Linked DNA regions of Cricetulus griseus: region 2 is linked to region 1. The links are chromatin contacts, called in public Hi-C maps. All regions are on one chromosome and are shown on one strand. The core of a region is the stretch at or near the end of the contact, and the rest is flanking DNA. Distances in the headings are between cores, read along the strand shown.

Evidence for each region. A called contact is a pair of places that touch in the nucleus more often than the background predicts.
Region 2: a Hi-C map of the CHO-K1 cell line shows a contact between it and region 1, with 4 times the contacts expected there. The contact joins the enhancer-like site here to the promoter of LOC113834881 in region 1. A contact is called at or near these places in 3 of 8 Hi-C or Micro-C datasets (the CHL-YN cell line, the CHO-K1 cell line and fibroblasts).

What each region holds. Positions count from the first base shown.
Region 1 is chr3:98,118,894-98,123,079 of CriGri-PICRH-1.0, reverse strand. LOC113834881 reads right to left here and starts at 2,634. Exons shown (of 3, transcript XM_035442343.1): 1 at 2,348-2,634. The coding sequence starts at 2,597. The region is part of intron 3 of Arap1 (arf-GAP with Rho-GAP domain, ANK repeat and PH domain-containing protein 1); the gene reads left to right.
Region 2 is chr3:98,191,235-98,195,751 of CriGri-PICRH-1.0, reverse strand. No RefSeq gene overlaps it. Among named protein-coding and RNA genes, the nearest start is that of Stard10, 15 kb to the right of the region's middle. Within about 2 kb of position 2,216, at least 6 of the 6 cell types and tissues checked have open chromatin away from gene starts, as enhancers often do. A contact at or near this core is called in the CHO-K1 cell line and fibroblasts, where this site is marked.

The DNA.
Region 1 (4,186 bases), core at 1,385-3,884:
ATGCAGAAACACTCTTGTGGGGAAAGTCCGTGAGGTTTTCTCCGTCTAGAGAGAAGCATTGAGTTAGGGGACCTTCTGGGCCAAGCCAGGTCTAAGGTTGTGTGTGTGAAGTTACATGGGCTAGAGATGCATGGTTCTTGGTGCTATTCCACCCCCTAGTGGCCATTCTCTTGCATGCAGGAGAAACATTTATTTGAGTGAAGGCCATAGCAGATTCAGAGTTGCTGGAATCCATTCCACACCCTTTCTCTCCTTCTTTCTCCCAACCAGAGTCACCCTCTGGAGATGTTTTGGGAAGGGAGAGGCCTTCAGAAGAGGCCAATGGGAAGAATTCATCTGGGTTAGGATTTTAGGCTATAGAGCAAGGTATAAGCAAATCAGGAAAAGCAAGGATGGGTTCTTGCCCTCTGCCCTCGGGACCTGATGTCCTATCTGAACTATCTGGGTCTTATGTGGTTCTCCTGGCACTTATATCTATCTGTTCAGGGAACTTGTAGGGTAGAATAGAAATCATATTCTCAGATCAGGGCCCCAGGATACACAAGGCCCCACTCTCAGAGCTAGTCTCAACATAGGTACTTGGCCAATAGGTGGGGAAGTTAAGGCCCCTAAGTAAAACATCTGACCCCTCAGTAGGCACAGTGTGGGGGACCATAAAAGTACTTGCAAGGAACCTGTGCTCATCCCCCATGTTCTTTGTTTTGTTTTTTGTTTTTCTGTGCTTTAGGGATCAAATTCAGGGCCATGCACATGCTTGGCAAGTGTTCTACCACAGACCCATGTCCCCAGCCCCATGTCTTGAACTGCAAATCGTCTGGACGTTACTTACAATGCCAAATACACTGTAAATGCTGTGCAGATAACTATCATACTGGAATATGATAGTTAGGGATACTGGTTAGGGAATAGGGACGAGGAAAAAAAATCTACATCTTTTCAGATAGATGTGGATTTGCCTCACATATTTTGGTCTGCAGCTTATTGAATCCATGGATGTGGGACATTAGGTTGCAAAGAACCTTCTTTGATCCCCACAGTTTGGGACCATCCCTTAGGGAAGAGTGGTGCCAATCCTGGTGTCCTGTGCCCTGGAATGTAGCATTAGGAGTCGTCTGCAGTCCTCAGCTCATGGATATACAAAGTCTTTGGGTTTATTTTTACTTTTATTTTTATCTCATGTGTATGGGTGTTTAGACTGTCTGCCTGTCTGTATACTGCATGTGTAGATATACACATGCACGTTTGGCCAGCTGTCAGGGTTGTGGCACATCTGTGTACTTGCATGTCTGTGCTGGATCTGAAGGTAGCCATGCTTGATCCTAATAGGTGCAGGGTGCAGGGGACCTGTGCAGTTTCAGTGGTGACAGGCCCTGGATGTGTGAGCTCATCAGGGCTGAGTATACACATGCTTGTGCCCCTGGGTACTGCTGCTGTGGGGGTTGCAGTGCTAGCTTGCGCTGTTAATAGTGTGCAGATGCTGTTTGGGTAAGTGAATTGGCACATTTATTGTTTGTGTACTGTCAAGTGTGAGTCACTGTGCACATATGTGTGTACATATGCTGCCAAGAGCCTGAGCCTGTTAGACTGTCAGCTCTCCTAGAGTACGGGATCTTTGTCAGTTTCCTTTACCCTTGAATCCTCGAACTCCGGCAAGGTTGGGAATCTAATAGGCCCTTTGTACATGTCATGGAGGTTAAAGGTCAGTGCTGCCAGGAGCTTTCACACTGCAGGTGCTGAGCTTAGGTGCCTGGCAATGATGTGAGCAGGCCTCAGCCTGTACTAGCCATAGACTAAAGGACCCTGAGCTCATCACGCCGATCCTTCTCTCTAATTCATGTCATCCCAGGGAAGGAGATATTGTCAGAGGAGCTGGAGGGAAGTGAGGAGTTGATAGGATCCAAGGCTACAGGGAAAGGTGTAAGCACACCACAAAACAAGCAAGGGTGGGGCTCCCTCCTTTCTGCCTGGCCAGGTTGAGGGCCAGGCTCACATGTGGCCTGAGAAGACCCCACTTTACCTCTGTAGCTGTGATATAGTCTGGTATTTCAGCTTGTGGCTGTGAACTGGCTGGGGGCCCAAAGATATTCAGCCCTGGAGGGGGAACCAGCATTCAGATCCTGCCTCTGGACCATGTCCCTGTCCGCCAGGTGTCAGACAAACCCCTCAGGACTCACATCTCTGAGTCACCGTGGAATCGTTTCTGATCAAGGGTCCCAAAGTCACTCTACATAGCCCCTTCCAACTCTCTGTGGGTCTCAGTTTCCTTCTCTGGCACTTGGATGCCTTGAGATATTTGAGGGAAAGGAAATATTTGCCCAGAGTGGGCAGCTACTGGCTGGAGTCATACCTTGCGAGGTTTCCCTTTTGTGTTTTGAATGCTTTGCAGCCCAGCCAATCCTTGGCCTTCCTGGAGGCTGATCACCTGTTGCTGGGGCAGAAATCCTTCCCTTCAGAGAGCCTATTTTGCAGCTTCTTTGGGCATCCTGCAGCGGGTGGGGTCTAGGAAATCCACCGTAAGGGCTAGCCAGAATCAGGGCTTTCTGGACATTCACCCTGTGAGGCCTCAGGGGACCAACAGACAGGGCTAGTTGTCCCATTTTAGTTTAGACGGTACTGGTGTGGCCTGAGGGGCGGGGAGGAAGTACTGCCCCAGGGGATTATGGGTGACTTTTCTCTCTCTTAGTGCTTTCAGGAAGTGTGTTGGCCCAGCCTGAAGGGGGTGGGGATAGGAGAGACGGAGAGCAGGAAGCAGAGACTAGAGCTGGACACAAACACACACACACACACACACACACACACACACACACACACACACTCTCTCTCTCTCTCTCTCTCTCTCTCTCTCTTTCTCTCTCTCTCTCTCACACACACACACAACAGATTTATGATTATATTCAGAAACACACACACTTATAGAATTGATTTACACACATTCAGAGACACCACCTATAGGTGTGCAAAGACATACCTGGGATTCATACCTCCAAGGGAGCAGGACACAGGCACGGCTGGCAACAGGGACTCGTGCCACAAGGCCAGCCTGCGCCCACATAGGCTTCCAGGGGCAGACACAGGCCACCTTGGCAGGCACTGGTCCACCTGGCTGGAGCCTGAGTTCTTAGGCCGGGGATTCAGCAGGCCTCTGAGGGTGAGTGAGGGGAAGTCCCGGCTAGGGTGTTGGGCAGGTGGGAGGGCTGGGAGGACAAGAGTGCCTCTTTGTCTGGCTGTCCACTTTCTAAGCTGCTTTTCCAGGGTGCTCTGCTGCCTCTTGGCTTGCTCAGAATTTTCTTTTACTTTCTCCACTGCCCCAGTTTTTTTTTTTTTTTTTTTTTTTAACTGTCCTTTTCTACCACATCCCTCCTTCCTTTTCTCTGGGTTTTCCAGGTCAGTGTCTCCCCATCAGCCTCTCCTGGATCCACTGGGGACCCCAGTACCTAATTTCTATTGTGTGTTTGTGTGTGTGTGTGTGTGTGTGTGTGTGTGTGTGTGTGTGTGTGTGTGTTTGTGTGTCTATCTTTGGGCCTCTGGTGCTTGTTCTATTCTGCCATTAATTTCGAGTTCCCTGTACCATCTAGAAATTCCCTTGGGGAGATTTAGGTTAGCTTGTTGCATTGTCAAATTCAAGATTGCATGTGTCTAAACCCCTTGCCCCCAGCCCAAGGCGACAGGGACCTACCTGCAGAGAGGGCTGGCACTTTGTTTGTCTGGTTCCTCCCCTGCCTGGCAGGGTTGTTAATTGGTAGGTAAATGTTGAGTATGAAGTTGACCTCCCCTCCTTCTAGTTACAAGGAATCCCTAATGAACCCAGCACCCTTCGGGTCACTAGGAGCACAGAATGGCCTCTACTGTGGACTGGGCACGAGAAGCAGTGGGGGAGGGATCCTGAAACTGTCTGAAAGCTCACCAAGAGATGACCTGGTCTTCCTGTCCTCAGGGAGAAAGTAGGACCAAACCCAGGAGGTTCACAGAGAAGACTGGCAGATAGATGCTATGCGCCTCTGGCTCACCACAACAGGACTGTCTGTGGAGCAGGCAGCTCAGCAGGGGTCAGGCAGTGGAGTGGTATGGAGGGCCCTGTGGACTGTGTGAGCTAAAGGAGGGGGAATGCATGGGTGGGTTTCCTGGAGGGCGAAGTGTGTTTTAAGCACAAGGGAATCGATGGTTTGTGGTCATTCCATGTAGAAAG
Region 2 (4,517 bases), core at 967-3,466, 73 kb before region 1:
AGCAAGACACTTTTCAGATACATTAGTAGAAACATCAGGTAGGCAGTTTACAGCAAAGCTTGGACACACCCTGCTACAGGCCAAGCTATCTGATGACAATACTTAGTCTACCGGTTGGTGGAAGCTAGACCTATGTTTATACATTCCAAAGGGAATTTTACCTTATAGCCACAAGGGTGTCAGGTCCAATGAAGATGTGGGCAGTAAATGGCTATTCAGCATGTTAAAGATAATCAAGATAGGTTAGCTCTGGACCTGGCACATTCCAACTATGATCATTTAAGTTTTTATCAGTCAGCTTCTTAGAGTCTTTAACACAGTGGTAGCTGTTTTTTTTCTCTTTCTGGGAAATTTGGCTCAAAGCATCAATGGCCAGGACTGGCACAATGGACAGTACATCCTGTGCTTTTGGTGGCACAGCCCAGTCACCTGGGCCAGCCTCAGCCAACTGTGTAACAGTACTAGCTGTCCTGGAACTCACTCTGTAAACAAACTCACAAAGATCTGCCTGCCTCTGCCTCCTAGTGCCAGGATTGAAGGCATGTACTGCCACTGCCTGGCGGTCAGGTGAAATTTAAGGAACACATTTTGAAAGGCTTCATCAAGGTGCACTGCCAAGTGGACCCAAGATTTCATTTCCTTGGAAACAATAAAGATAGATGTAATATGTTCAGAAGTCCTTTCCCTGGATCTCCGTCTCCAAGTTGCAATTTCTGTCCACTCTGTGACTCAGATCCCCAGGCAAGACTTTCAGTTTTGGCCATATCATTTCCAATAGCAGCAAAGTTCCTGATAGCCTATGATTTCAGAAAATGAGCCTGCTGGGTTGGTAAGAAATGAATTGTTACTCAAAGCAAGATGTCATTAGAACATTTTTATAGCTGCAGCATGTCCTGGGGAAAGTACTATTTCCTGTTAATTTTACAGCTGGCCTTCTCTGTTCCTGTTATTCCAGCCTAATGAACAGTAGGGAAGATTTTTACAATCCAAACTAATTTTTAGTTTGCAAGGGAAGAACAATGGAGGAAGACGGAAGTGAGTAAGAAGAAACCAAAGTGTGGGCCTCACAAAGTGAGGTGAAACCACCATATAATGAAGACAGCGACAGGTTTCATTTATGGAGCTGTCCAGTAAAGTAGCCAGACCCAGAAGGCAGCCATTTAAATTAGTTAAAACTAATCACATTAAAAAAATTATATTCGATAGTTCCAGGTCAGCCTCCAAAGCCACAGAGAAACCTTGTCTCGAAACCACCCCCCCAAAAAAAAGAAAAATTATATTCGAGCCGGGGGTTGGTGGTTCACACCTTTAGTCCCAGCCCTCGGGAGGCAGAGGAAGGCAGATCTCTGTGAGTTTGAGACTAGCCTGGTCTACAAGAGCTAGTTCCAGGATAGCTTCCAAAGCCACAAAGAAACCAAAAAAAAAAAAAAAAAAAAAAAAAACCCAGCACCCCCTCCCCACACACACACACCAAGAAGAAACCCAGTCTCGAAAAGCCAGAAACAAGCAAAATCAACAAAAAACCATTCGAATAGGATGGTGTGTGTCCTTACCCAGGGCCTGCTGGGTATTGAATATAGGGACTTGTGTCTGCTAGGCAAATACTTTACCACTGAGTTCCCACTATGGAGCCCAGTTTGACTTCAGATTCATGTCCCTCCCATCTCCAAGCTGGAATTACAGGTGTGAGCCACCAAAGCCGTCTAATAGTTTTAATTCTTTCATGCAATTTATCCATGTGTTAAACAGCCACACAATGGCAACAGTATTGGACTGTGCAGGCAAACATTCTCATCATGGTACAAAGTTCTATTTAATCTGGACTTACTGGCACAGACCTGCAATCACAGCACTTGGGACACACACACACACTCACGTTGGATTTAATAGCAGTAGGATAGAAGAGTCCCTCCCACACACACACACACACACACACACACACACACACACACACACACACACACACACGTTGGATTTAACAGCAGAAGAGTCCGAATGGTGATCTGAGTGCTGACAAACGGAGTGGAAGATACAGACAACTTAGTATTCTAAGTCACAAGCTAGCTACTATGTAATTTACATGTCCTTAGAATCAACCACCCCTGGATTAGAGCCCTGGCCTCACTGCCTAACCCCTCTAGCAAAAGCCCTCCACTGTCTCCAAACTCCAACTCCCAACATGCCCTTCTACAGGGGCTTTCGGGAAATGTAGTCTTTGCAGTGCTCCAACCCCAAGGCTGCTAGGGAGTACAGCGCCCAAACCCCTGCGCTCCACTGCTTCGGCGCTCGTTCCGCCGCGGTAGTTAGTTGAATTGGCACCCGACGCTTCACAGGGCGGCGACCTCGCTGCCTCTTGATGCTCCAAGACTGTGAAGACGCCTAGACCAGCGGGAAGCCTCCCAAAGACCGCGGTAGCACACCTCCCAAACGCTTAAGAGGCTCCGGCGTCGCTTCTAGTATCCTCGGGCTCAGGGCGTGCTTGGTGAAAAGCGCATGAGCTACTGCGGGCCTCGCGGCCTCGGTAAACACCAAAAGGCGCCTGCGCAGTGGGATTTCCTCTTGTTAGACGCGCGGGGGCGCCTGAGCAAAGATAACAGCAATGAGTAGTAACGGAACTGTCCTCTATCCGTGGTCCTTTTATTGTCTGCAAAACACAGCCCCCTCCTTTCCTTGATCCTCTCAAAGGACTTTTGCAAAGAACATAAAGAACTAGAGAAGGCTTCCAGAACTAGTCCACTTTTGACTTGCCATGTGGCCTTGGGTAAATTGCTTCCTGGGGAACCTAAGCTTTCTAACATTTTATAGAGGAACCAGCCTGTGGGGAGGATCAAATGAGATCCAAAGATGTAAATGACTTTTCAGACTCCCAAGCTATGTGTAAAAGTGGAAGATTATTACAGGCAGTTGATTGCAGGCAGAGAGACACATTTCCTCTTTCTGCACATTGCAAACCTAAGGGCACCACAGAGGCCTGGAGCTTCCACAGGTCACTGTGTGAGCAAGGGCTAGAGCCCCGCCGGTCTGCCTTTGGCCTGGAGCTCTTTCTCGAACCCCAAGGAATAGTTGGATGTTGGAACGAACGCACCTGCTGTTCCAGAAAGCCTTGGAGGAGTCAAGGTTTGTCTCATGACCCAACTGTATGGAGAAAGCCTGAGCAGAGGGACTGATGACCTCGCCTGCTTGGGCGGGGTCACAGTTAATACCTCTGACAACCCCAGCTTGGGCGGGGTCAAAGTTTTAAGAAGCAGGGGTCCGAGCACGTGGTTCTCTTTCGCTCTCGCTATTCTGCGCGGACTGGAAGTATTTCTGTGTCCGTCCTTGCGTGAGTACCTTTCCTAAATAAACTACCATTATAAACCTGTCTCTGGCAACACCTTATCTTCATCGATACCTGGTGCGCCTGAAGCCTCCGCCACGAGGGAGACACAGCGCCTCCTGCCCTGTGCAGTGCTGCACCACCGAGTCTCTCAACCCGCCCGGCTACTGCACTGCTGGTTTCCAAAACCCCTTCTTTTAACGAAATCCATTTTAACCTCCTATAGTAGCCCCTTTGAGAAATGTTCAGATTACCTCGCTACAGAGCGACCTTACTCGCCTGAAACGTGTTCTGTGGTACACCTGCGCCACCTGCTGGTCAAACATAGTTACTGCGACTGAAAAATCCACACCATAGCTCCTAGTCCTGGGAAATCAATACAGGTAAACTTTATACAATAGCAAATAATCTTACGATGCAGAACATTAGGAATCTTTTTGCTTCTTGTGTGGAAAGGATGTTAGAGGAGGTTTATGACTTGCCCGTTTTACTGATATTAACGATCAGCTTTATGGTCAATGTAATATTCCTAAGGAGAGGATTTCAAAATAAAGCAAAGAACAAGGAGTTTGTACAAACCATTGATAAATTACAAAGGGAAATTCAGGAGGTGATGATCTCTAAAATGGAAGACATAGAATGCTTATGAAAAAAGGTTGAGGATATTGAATCTGGCCATGCTACATTAGCGACAAAAATAGAACAGAATCGTGGCCAAATAGGAAGCAGAATTTGTCCCATGTCTGCTGCTTTAATGACCAAAATAGGGAAAAATCAAGACAATATTAACTAGCAGAGACAACTCGATCCATGTCTGATGACTCTGTTAGTAAAAACAATGCTGGAGTCTCAAATTCGAACCCTGACAGAGAGAACTTGTTCCATGTCAGAGGATATTCACCAACTAGCAGGTAAAACACAGCTTCTGGAGGCAATTTACATGCCATTCAGATACTATCTCAGGATGAGAGCATCAAATGTTTAGAAACATATGTAAATGAACAAAACAAAAAAATTACCGATTCTATGAAAGCCTTAGAAACTTATATGATCCAGGAAGTTCAAACAATCAGAGTAAAAATAGTAAACAGATTGCAAGCCTTAGATAACCTTCAACCTGATACTTCAGAATCTGATACTTCTCAAATAAATATAACAGGCCATCAAAGAGGGTTAAAATCACCTACATCATTTAGATGTC